Linked DNA regions of Anser cygnoides: region 1 is linked to region 2. The links are chromatin contacts, called in public Hi-C maps. All regions are on one chromosome and are shown on one strand. Each heading gives the region's core, a stretch centred on a gene start, on an enhancer-like site or on the middle of the called end of the contact. The rest is flanking DNA. Distances are from core to core; before and after follow the strand shown.

The links. Hi-C and Micro-C count contacts between places; a contact is called where the count stands out from the background.
Region 1: a contact with region 2 is called in a Hi-C map of liver, with 1.5 times the contacts expected there. The contact joins the enhancer-like site here to the promoter of CYB5R3 in region 2. A contact is called at or near these places in 3 of 7 Hi-C or Micro-C datasets (granulosa cells and liver).

What each region holds. Positions count from the first base shown.
Region 1 is chr1:76,338,355-76,344,104 of Taihu_goose_T2T_genome, forward strand. It overlaps BMAL2 (basic helix-loop-helix ARNT like 2), which reads right to left. Exons shown (of 16, transcript XM_066990332.1): 16 at 5,365-5,750. Among named protein-coding and RNA genes, the nearest start is that of PPFIBP1, 20 kb to the left of the region's middle. Within about 2 kb of position 3,802, at least 1 of the 3 cell types and tissues checked has open chromatin away from gene starts, as enhancers often do. A contact at or near this core is called in liver, where this site is marked.
Region 2 is chr1:76,184,136-76,189,915 of Taihu_goose_T2T_genome, forward strand. CYB5R3 (cytochrome b5 reductase 3) reads left to right here and starts at 2,949. Exons shown (of 9, transcript XM_066990345.1): 1 at 2,949-3,090; 2 at 4,932-5,063. The coding sequence starts at 3,070.

The sequences.
Region 1 (5,750 bases), core at 2,552-5,051, 160 kb after region 2:
ATTCTACCTTGCACACTCCAAGCACAAATACTTAAACATGTAGCTAGTTCTGAACAGAGCTAGTCTTATGAATAAAGCTACTTATATTAAAATGCCTATGAGATTAAGCTTTTAGACAATGTTTACACCATACCGAGCAGTGGTGTATAGAGATGTCCAAGCTGGACCTGGAGCTAGATGGTGGAAGACAAGCCAATTAGGTTAGACCTACAAGCTTTGCTGTCATAATTAGGTGATTTCTTTCTAGGATTCACTTTGCATGGTGCCATATACAAAGCAGCCTGTTCAGAACTAGCCCTGGAATCTCTCAAGGTAGCACTGCAAAATGCTATCACGTAATTAGCAGTCCTCGTAAAGCAGGGATCCTTCTGCAGGAAATTGCTAAATCTTCTTTTAAAACAACGACAAAAAAAAAAATCATATGCTGCAGATATTTTCAAAGAACTAGTGCAAAATCAGTTAGTGTTTTCAAGCTGAAAATGAAATACATATCATCAATCCTAGGCCACTATTTCAAACTTAAAGCTTGTAAAATGAACTTATTATTTACAGCTCCTGAGCAGCTACCAAGAATTGCAGTTTTTTAACTGATGGGTAAGTTCAACCAATGTCAGGGAATAACAACAATAAACATGCTTAAAACTCTACAACAATTTATGCTTGAGATTTCTAAAACCTTTTATATAATTTGAAAATGTACAGTGGACATCTGCATATTTTAGCTAGATTATTACTTGAATTTCCATCAAGATGAAATGCAATTTAAAAACTATTCAGTCAAAAATAAGACATACACCCCTGAGATGGCAGAAACACACTGCATCCCCAGCAGAAACACTGAAGAACCTTTTTGCTATAAACTATTAAATAAGTGATGTGAAATGTGAGCTTATTTCATTGTTTTGACACAAATATTTTGCCAAAACACTGCCTTTAAATATGACTTGTTCTCCATGTGATTATCAGTGGGAATAACCTTGAGAGCAAGACATGAGCATTGCTGCTTTTTCTCCTTAGCTATGAACTAAGACTTCAATTTAACAATTCCTGAAAAGCAGAAACATTTAGAAAGTTTGGTCTCATTAAAAGATAGACTACTATATCTACAAGTGATTAAGTAGATTTGATATGATGATCTCATCTACAGCCTACATGAATTAAACATATCTATTTGTACATATAAAGCCCTTATATCTATCCAATGTTAATTGCAGAGAAAGAACACACAAAAATACAACATGGCAGTAGAGAGGATTTACACCCAGCCAATTCTTCTACTTTGAACTTCCATTTTAATGGTCACGTTGCAATTGTTCGTAATAGTGATTTTGGCTACACTGAAGCCAGAGGCAAAGAATCTTATTGATTGATATGGAGTCATGTTTAGTAAATCAGTTTAGTAATCAGTTAAAATGTTAAACTCCAACAGGGTCATACTAAAAATCCTACAAGTTGTGTTATCCATTCCCTGCGAAACTCAACTTTCAGAGGAAACAAAATTGCAAAGAACTCATAGTTCATTTCCCATTACAACTATTTTAAGGGTTGGAAGAAGTTTCCCAAGTTGTTTCATAGCAAGGAACAGCTTAACCATCCAATGGCACATAGAAAATTACACTGGGCATTTCAGTGAATTACAAATAGAAGTACCCACAAATTTCCTTGCACATCAATGACCAAATTAAAAATACCTATTAAAGTCTGATCACTTAGGAGGAAAATATAATCCAGTCATCTCATACATCATATGCCTAATTCCCACATCAGGGACTGCAGTTCTTGACATACAAACCCACTGGTTTAAAACCCCTGGAACAGGTTAGAAGTTCTGTCTGATGAAAAACTTTCTGCCACAAAAACATCAGTCACAAGGCTCTTCCAAGTGACTGGAAGATCCATCTTCCAAATTCCTTGATCCAAAAATACCCGAACAACTTTGACTCTGCTTTTGAGTAGGACAGTCATAAGGGTTAGCAAATGTCTCACCAAATCCTGGAAGCCTTATTCCCTATTACCCGGTCTTTAAGGCCATAGCTCGATTAAAGCAAGACACCAAAACGAGGCTGAAGGCAGCAACCAGAGGAGTAACTTTCCAGTCCTTCTAAAAAGGGCCATGCTTACTAACATAAACGAACTGTTCCAGTAGTACAAGTTACACTCAGCAGTGTCCAACTCCTTTCAGATTGATAAGGTGGTGTTTCAATATCTGTTATTAGATAATCCACAGAAACCCAACATCAATAATTACAAAAATGCAGCTGTGGGTGGATTTGCGCAAGGGGGTTGATTATTCAGTGAAATTGATTGCATGAAAAGGCAGCAGTTATACCAGCCTAAGTGAGAAATGATCCAGCCTAAGTACTTCAAAATGTTTTCCTCTCAGACTATCAATAACCATCTTCACCATTTTTAAAGTTAATACCTCTAATGCTTATTACCAAAAACTGAAATACCATTAAAGCACTTGTGATAAGAAAGCTTACCAGAATGAGTAGATGCTCACAAGGTTAAATATGACAAAGATGGAGACAGAGAAGAACCAACAATCCAACCCCCTTTGCTTTATCACAGAGCAATTGAGAGACCCCATTCCACAGCCCCAGTCATACAAGCACTTCGCCTGCAGCATGGCAGTAAGGCAGTGAATTGCATTTCAGGTTATTTATACAAGTAGTTGTCCTGACTGTCTTTTTTTTTTTTTTAATAAAATTATTTTTCCTGCAACTGTATCTGGAGCTTCACTTCATTTGATCTTTTTGTTTATCTGCAAACTTGCACAACGTTGGACTCTTTCCCATGGCTTTCCACCAAAGTAACTGTAAGAACCCTGAAATAATGACCTTTGATTTCTGAGATACACAACACATGTTTTTATACTGGAAACTTGACATTCCTTCTAGAATTTGGATACAAAATGCCCCAAAAGTTAAAACAAACTAAACACGTGTTCACCTTTTTTTTTTCCCCCCAAAGATAATCTAGGAGCATGCTGTAAATTACTGTAATAAACCACAAGCAGGATAGCTCCGAAGAACTATGATTTAAGAAGTTTTGAAGCTGTGGGTTCATAAAGAAGGACTGTCATAAAAAACTAAGTCATCATGAGAGAGACAAAACACAGAGACAGAAGATGAGAAACAACTGTTTGCTGTCTCTTCCAGTACAAGCAGCAGTGATCCACAAATGAACTAGCAATCCGTAAATGAAGCTGGCGGGAGCCAAAACAGATAAGAGCTCTTCCTGCAATATGAAGGTAGTTTCCGTGGGGTCAACGCAGGGAGTTCAAACACACACACTTGGAATAGACATCCCTCGGGCTTTACCAAACAGACACACCAAATGAAGCTGAGGAACTCCCCTGAGCTGAAAGCAGTTAAAGCTGTTGCTGCATTTACCCTATTCTTTTCTTTAGGAGTTGACTCATGCCCGTTGCTGCCCACAGAAGAGTGGGCAGTCTTAAATGCTGTAGCTGCTCCTACCTTCCACACAGAACGAAGCACAACTAGCCTGGTGCCCTTCTGAGCTCACTTCTGCAGAATAAGTGTTTAGCAGGTGACTGTACCTTGCAGAAGCAAGACTAAATTCACCTGCCTGGTTTGTTATTGTTTTTCAAAAAGAGAAGATTTACTATCTCTCAAATGACAACAAAAGCATTAACTGATACTGCATCTGTATTTGTCCTGAAAAAGAGGTATTCTTGAAGGCCTTGCAAGTCAAACGTGCACAAAGATGAGGAATTAAGAAACCAATTTGCTTATTATCCTATTTAGACAAAAAAAGTCTAAGGATGGAACCACTCCTGTTGAAGAATTTTTAATAAACTCAAAATTGTTTTTGCCTAAATACTAAAGCCCAGTAGTATAGTATTCTATATGGTTTAGCCTCATCTGTAAGATTTATGCAAGAAGCAGTCTTTAAAGTGAGATTTAAAACCATTGCAAATTAACTCAAATATTGTATTATTCAAAGTTCTGCTGATCTTTTTACAGTCCTTCCTAGAAACACATTGATATACTTCATTGTTACAAAAGAGTCTATTAATTATGTAATTTTCTCTCAGTCGTGCCAAAGTTCCCTAAATTTTGTAGGACAGATTGCAGATGTCAGGTCATGTACGCTTGAGATCTGGCAAATGTTGTGGAAGTAAACATTTACCTCACAGATAGGACCAGCACTATGAGAGCAACAACCAGGAAGATTTTTCCCACAAACTTATTATTTCCAAAGATTGCGTATTTCTAGAGATTTTGACAGGAAAACAACCAAAGGATAAAAAGTTGTATGTAGTAACTGCCCATACATATGAACTTATCCTTCAATTAATCAGACATTCTGATTCATTACCCTTTTACTCCCATTTCTCTCCCATTTAACAAAGTAAAAACACTTCGCAGAAGCTGACACATAACATACGCAGCTCACAGGGCCCTTAAATTAAAAATAAAAACAAAAATATGTAGTAGGCTGGTATAGTTTGGCAGCAGCTCCCCAGGACCTCATGTAAGGAGAGCTGTAGAGACAGGAACAGCATCAGTGAAACTGCTCTTCGATACTTCCAAGAGACATGAACATTTTTGACATGCCTCCGTTCCTCACAAGGAAGATATGAACTTTCTGAAAGCAATTAGGCTATGAAGAACCCAGAAAATTCAATGACGACAGCCAACTGCCACAGTATAGGGAGCTATTCAGACCAATCTTTTAGAAATGAGGTACACACAGAACATATTACAGCAGCACAAGCTGTCTTTCAGCAGCTCATTCACCACTCCGCTTACCTTCTTCTGGATCCTCTAATTGTGCTGTTCTGAAACATGGCTTTACAGCTTCTAACCTGCAAGAACCTATTCCCCAACTACCTCTGTGACCTCCATATTTGTGCAGAATAAAAATATTCTCATATTGGATGGGAAATAAAATGATTATCTTCAGAGAAATCCCAAGTGGCACAACGCTTTCCAGCTGATGATTACTTCCTGGAATTTCAGGACATTTTGTGAACTTACATGGTGTATGTCAGGCTACAAAAAAGAAGCAAAAGACTAAGTGAAAGAGGCCAAAGTCAGGCCAAAGTCAGGCTTTGAGGAAAAGCAGCATCACTTCCACACGAGTATATTCTTCATTTCAGCTTGGATCACAAATAGGAACACACTACAGTCAGCAACCAGTGAAATGACAGATTTCAGCCTATGGTGCTTGCAAGTAAATGAAAAAAGTGACCCTCGCTAGGGACTTAAGCTACCAGAATCCACATTAGTTCAAACTCCCCATTTAAGTATTTAGAGAATGAGCCTGGGATCTGAAAGCACAAGTACTTTATGTTTAAATTCAATGAGCAGATAGAATTATGTGCAGACTAACAGCTGTGCATAAAAATAACATTTTATTAACCTGATTTCATCACATCTTCCAATAACCTGTACCAACTTAAAAAAATCTGTCCTTATCTTACTAGAATTGTATTGTTGTACAAAGAGAAATAAGCACATAACTACCTCAACTGTATTCAAAAGTACATAAAAATTTCACCTCTTTATTCATCATAAATATTTTCAAATGACACTTTTTGTTCTACGACTTCTTTAAACCAGAAAATTTTGCAAACATTAAAGGGAAAATCTAAAAATGAATTGAGACATACAATATTGATCACTGACTGCAAATGACTGTTACATTTTTTTAATTATTCTTATTAATATTTTTAGGAAAATGCAGTAAGAATCCAAACCAGTGGTTTAACTCTGGAAGGT
Region 2 (5,780 bases), core at 1,699-4,198:
AGGTTTTTAATCCTGAAGCCCTTCTTCTCTCCAGCCAATAGTGTTACAGTCACTCCACTTGCCTTGGGAGTTTCTGGTGCAGTAGCTGTCCTCAAAGGGAAAAGCAAGAGAGAATTACACAGACAGGCATGCTCTGTCCTAGAAACAACAAAAATGAATAACTCCAATCTTGCAGCTAAACCTCCAACCTTTACTCAGGCCCTTCCCATTTCCTTGCAATGATATGGCCTGCTTGACTTCAGTTGGGTCTGTTCACCTGCCTTTATTTACCAGTGCTACTTCCCAGGTGTAACAGGAAACTCACGGTTGATTTATGAATGTTCTTACGGACAGATTGGGGAGACAGCAAACCTAGAGGTTGGTAGAAAGCAAGTGCTTGGGGATGCAGGTGACTCGGGACCCCTGTGTAAGCTGATATATTTAATCTTAATATTAGGGCTGAAGCTTATGCTTTCCTTAATTTTGTTAGGAGATGCTGTATCTAGGACCCATCAAGGCCTGTTTACAGTAAGTTAGGACATATTAATGAAAGAGTTTTGGGGTGCTGTGCACAAGCACAAAGATGCATTTGTTTATTAGTCATTAATTTGTACGTGTTGATATAAACCAGAATTTTAAGAGGTCTGGCTGAAACATCCATGTTCAACAGCTCCATTTGTGTGCTTTTCAGATAAATGTTGTTATTGATAATCCAGACTGTTAGCCATCTAGCCTAGGTAGTATGGACTAGATTCACACAAGGACTTGGAAGCCCCTGCACTGGGCATCCTGGCATCTGGGTTCACCACGTTGGGTCCGAGGTTCTCTGTTCACTGCACAAGAGGTTCCTCAAAACACCATTCACAAAATCAGCCACCAGGGGGCTACGTAAGCTTGGAAATAATGAGAAAACAAGGAAATAATGAGAAGCAAGTTGAAAAATCCATCTATCTCTACTGCCTTATCCTGAGTGAGCTGCTGACCCTGTAAAGATTGTATTGGGTTTGTGTGGAAAGGTTTTGGTAGCAGCAGGCTGCAGGGGTGGCCTCTGTGAGCAGATCCCAGCAGCTGCCCCATGTCAGATAAAGGCCAGTTCCACACAGCTCCAAAGGGACCTGTTGCTGCCCAGAGCTGAGCCAGTAAGTCATACTGTTTGCACCTCTGGGAGAGCAGATTTAAGAAAGGGAAACAAATATCTGCTGTGCAACAGCAGCTGGGAGAGCGAGGAGTGAGAACCAGCCCTGCAGCCCCCAAGGTCAGTTCAGAAGGAGGTCAGGAGGTACTCCAGGCATGGAGCAGAAGTTCCCTGCGGCCTGTGGAGAGGCCCCTGGTGGAGCAGGCTATCCCCCTGCAGCCCATGGGTCCCACATGGAGCAGATCTCCACACTGCAGCCCGTGGAGGAGCCCCCGGTGGAGCAGGTGGATGTGGCCTGGAGGAGGCTGTGGCCCATGGAGACCCCTGGAGGAGCAGGCCCTGGGCCGGAGCTGCAGCCCGTGGAGAGGAGCCCACGCAGGAGCAGGGGGTCTGGGGGGAGCTGCCGCCCGTGGGGAACCTATGTTGGAGCAGTTGGCTCCTGACAGATGTGCCCCATGGTACAGACCAATGTAGGAGCAGTTGTTGCCTTGTGGGCAGCCCACGCAGGACCAGTTCGGGAAGGATGGCATCCTGTGGGAGGGACCCCACGTGGAGCAGGAGCAGAGAGTGACCCTGAAGGAGCAGCAAAGACAAAGCATCAGGGACTGACTGCAGCCCTCATTCCCCGTTCCCCTACACTGCTTGGTGGGAGGAGGTAGAAGAGGGTGAATGGGGGGAAGGTGTTTGTAGCTTGCTTTTAGTTTCTCACTGCACTAGTCTGCTAGTGATAGGCAATAAATTATATTAATCTCCCTATTCTGAGCCTGTTTTGCCCATGACAGTAATTGTTGTATGATCTCCGTGTCCTTATCTCAATCCTTGAGCCGTTTTCATTGCATTTTCTCCCCCTTTCCCTTTGAGTGAGAGAGCGGCTTTGGTGGAGCTCGGCTGCCCAGCAAGGTAAAACCACCACAAAGGTATGAGCGGTGGACATTCAGGCTTGGGTGGTTTACTTGGTATAGTGGATGGTGATGTTGATATACATATGTTATGCTCTCCTTATCTTGAAAAGGTGTTGGGACTTTGGCTGCTGGTGAAGAAAAAAGTACTGGAAGATTATTCAGTAGACTCCTTGCTCCCCCCCCCCCCCCCCCCCCCCCCCCCCCCCCCCCCCCCCCCCCCCCCCCCCCCGTTGTTACTTATCTTCCTTCCAGGACCTAAAGGGGGCCTACAGGAGAGCTGGGGAGGGACTCTGTCACAGAGTGTAGTGGTAGGATAAGGGGGAATGGCCGTAAACTAAAAGAGAGGAGATTTAGATTAGATATGAGGAGGAAATTCTTCACTCAGAGGGTGGTGAGGCCCTGGCACAGGCTGCCCAGAGAAGCTGTGGATGCCCCATCCCTGGAGGTGTTCAAGGCCAGGCTGGATGGGGCTTTGGGCAACCTGATCTGGTGGGAGCTGTCTCTGCCCATGGCAGGGGGTTGGAACCAGATGGTCTTTAAGGTCCCTTCCAACCCGAGCCATTCTGTGGTTCTGTGATTCTATAATCTTGCTGATTATGGGCAAAAGAGCGGTACATATACATCATAATGTGATAAGGACAAGCTCACGGAAGGGCGGAACTAACCAAAACCAGACTTGCACGCAGTCTTTGCTGAGGAGAGGCACTGAAAACAACACCGCGTTTACAACATTTGGTGGCTTTTATTTTCGCGATCCCCACCCGCCCCGCTGCTCCTGCGGGACCCGGTGGCGGCAAAGACCCAACAGCCGTGGGCGGAATCCCTGAGGCCCTCAGCCTCCAGCCTGCCCCCCTTCCCCGGTGGCTCTCCCCCCGCCGCCGCTCCCGACCCCTCCCAGCCTCCGCGGTGCTGTGTGGTGCGGGCGCCCTCTGGCGGGAGAGGAGCGATGCTCGGCGCTGATTGGCGGGGCGCGGAGCGGCGGGGCGGGGCGGCGGGGAGGCGCGGCGCTGATTGGCGGGGCGGCGTGGCTGTCGGCTGGGGTGGAGGGCAGCGATGGGCGCCGGGCTCAGCACGGTGAGCGGTGGGGGGGGGGGGGGGCGGCCGGGTCCGGCATTTTGGGGCGAAGGTTTTGGGGGAGAGGGAAGGGGTTGCGGCTGCCCGCGGCGCTGGGGATGGGGCGGATGGCCAGGCGGTGGTGACCGGCCCTGGCTCCGCCGATGTAGGGCCTGCAGAGCCTCCGGATCTCCCCCCAGCCGTTAGTTCTCTGTTTCTGCCCATCAGCTCCGTTAGGGCCCAGCTCGCAGCGCACCTGGGCTGTTCCTCCCCGGGCTCCTCCCAGGAGGTTTTTTCACGACCTGACCGCGAGTCACGAATTACCTTCCCCGAGGCTAACGTGGTGCTAAAGCTGTTCCTCAAAATTAAAGTTTGTTCTGCTGAAACAGGCTCTGATCTGGTCAATGGCTTCAGAAAGGGAAGGATTTGATAGCCCACAGCTGCTTCTTTGCTCATTTCAGATAGCTATGTGTTTAAATCAAATTAGCTTATTTTAACATGTTCATATCTCATCTGAGACATCATCTGTTGCCGATTCAGCTTGCTGTCTCCACTAGACTCAGTCACCGGTTGCAGTTCTCATTAGGGGTTTATTTGCTGCTCTGTCATTGTCCTAAGCAACCTCCCCATCCTTTTTTTTTCATGGCTCAATAGCAAAAATTCTTCCTAGAGCTGAAGTAATATGATGGGTCTGCGGAAATTAAGGAATAAGTTTCTTGTAAACTTCAGCTAATTTAGAAACATCCTCTGTCTGGCTATTTCAGTATTTTCAAATAAAAGTGAAAAATGCAGTGTGTGTGTGGTATGGTATGCTTTCAAGTTAAACCAGCTGCTGATATCTTTTATATCTGTACAGCAGAATTTTAAGAAGAGAGATTTTATGCTGTCTTTCCTTTTAATTTTGCACTTGCCATAGTTTCAGTAATTATATTGGATATCTTATATCCTCCCAACAGCTGTGTCAGGCTCAGAGAGATGTGATTCCAAAATGCTGGCCAGGTCCCTCTAAAACAAAAATGAAAGTAGAAGCTGGTTGTACAGGACTTCCAGCTCTTCCAAGAATAATCAAGAGCACCGCACGCAGTCAAAGTATTTTGCAAAATTTTTATTTTCAGTTCTATCTCCGTCACCCCCCTTTTTTTATATATATAGGTATCGTGGAAGAATGCTGCTGCAGTCACGCTGTTTCACTGCCCTGAGTTAAAACCTGGAACAGCAAATGAGGGTCAGAGAGGATTTTTACCCTGAGCATTACCTGGATGCGGTCACTCCCAGCCCCATCCAGGAGAGTGGAGGGCTTGTGAAGGATTATATCTATGGGTGCACTGGCAGGCGGGGAGCCACGATACCCTGGCCTGAGGAAGGAGCCGCTGTCATGGGGGATCCCTCTGCCCCAGGGGCTGGGTGTGACCCCCCCCCGTCGGCATCACCTTGCAAGCCTGGTGGCATGGGATGCAGCAGAGGAGTGTTTGGGGATGTCACGGGCAGGAGCCACCTGCGAGTGTGTTCATGTCTTTGGGAGATGGGCAGCTAGCTGCTGGGTGCTGTTTGTGTGTCTGCCTATGCTCATCTGTTGGTCTTGTTAGTGGTTGGACTTGGGGACATGGGGTTGGGTCTGACAACCCTCTGCTGGCATGCCCAGTGTCACAATGTGGGAGCAGCTCTGGGTGCTCACAAGGCAAACTTGTATTACACTGTTTGTTTTTTTTTGATACTTACTCTTTCCACTCATGTTAGCACAAAGAAACAGAGTATTATTTTGGGTGGTTAGATTGTCACATCACGCTAATATTTTCCTCCTCACCAAAATAACCTTCTATTGTTGTGCACATGTATCTAATGATGTCTCTGTTTTGCTGCAGCTGCGTTGGGTTGTGACATACCCTATATGGCTAATCTACAGCACCATCCAGAGGCTTTTTGGGAATCCCTATCCTGCAATCACTCTGAAGGATCCTGAAGTGAAGTATGCATTGAGGCTGATAGATAAAGAGGTAAGCACGTGTACAGTGCTGAGCATCCTCTCCTTGGATACTGTGAAATGCTTATAGTTTCCTAAATCTTGGGCAATGTTGCAGCAGGGATTGCTTGGGAACAGTAGATATTTTGAAGGCTGCTGAGCTTGTTTCTAGTAAAATCAATTAAATATCTGTATTTTAAGTAAAGAACTTATTTATACCTGCTCCTTGCCTAATATGAGTGAGTTCTGCAGCATGCATTTCTGCAAGCCAGCTGAGTGGTGAATGCTGCTTTAGAAATGACCATACTCATAGTTTCTGTCATATGAGCCTCATGTCATAGAGTACATCAGCAGGACTTCCTAAAATCCCCACTTCTAGATGACAGACGTCATGCAGTCAGGCGGAGCAGGCAGTTCTCATTGTCAGTAGCATTCGTTCCAGTAGCTATCAGAAATATATTGATACTGATTGCTGTTATTGGATTTATGTACACTTACGTGTTACAGGAAGAAATACCTTTAAAAGGTGTAGTTCTGACAGCAGCTGAGGTCTCTCAGCTTCTCCTTCTCTCTGTTTAAAGTGAAAGGTGTCTTCTACCTCCTGGGGTGCTCAAGTGGTTTTTCAGAGGAAAGTAGTCAACTTTTCAGTGCTGGATCTTGCTACCAGAATTTGGTAACCCTGCTTGGGGAAAGGGAAACAGCCTCAAAAGATGAGAAGTCCAAATTTCCCTTGGATAAGCTGGCCATTAGA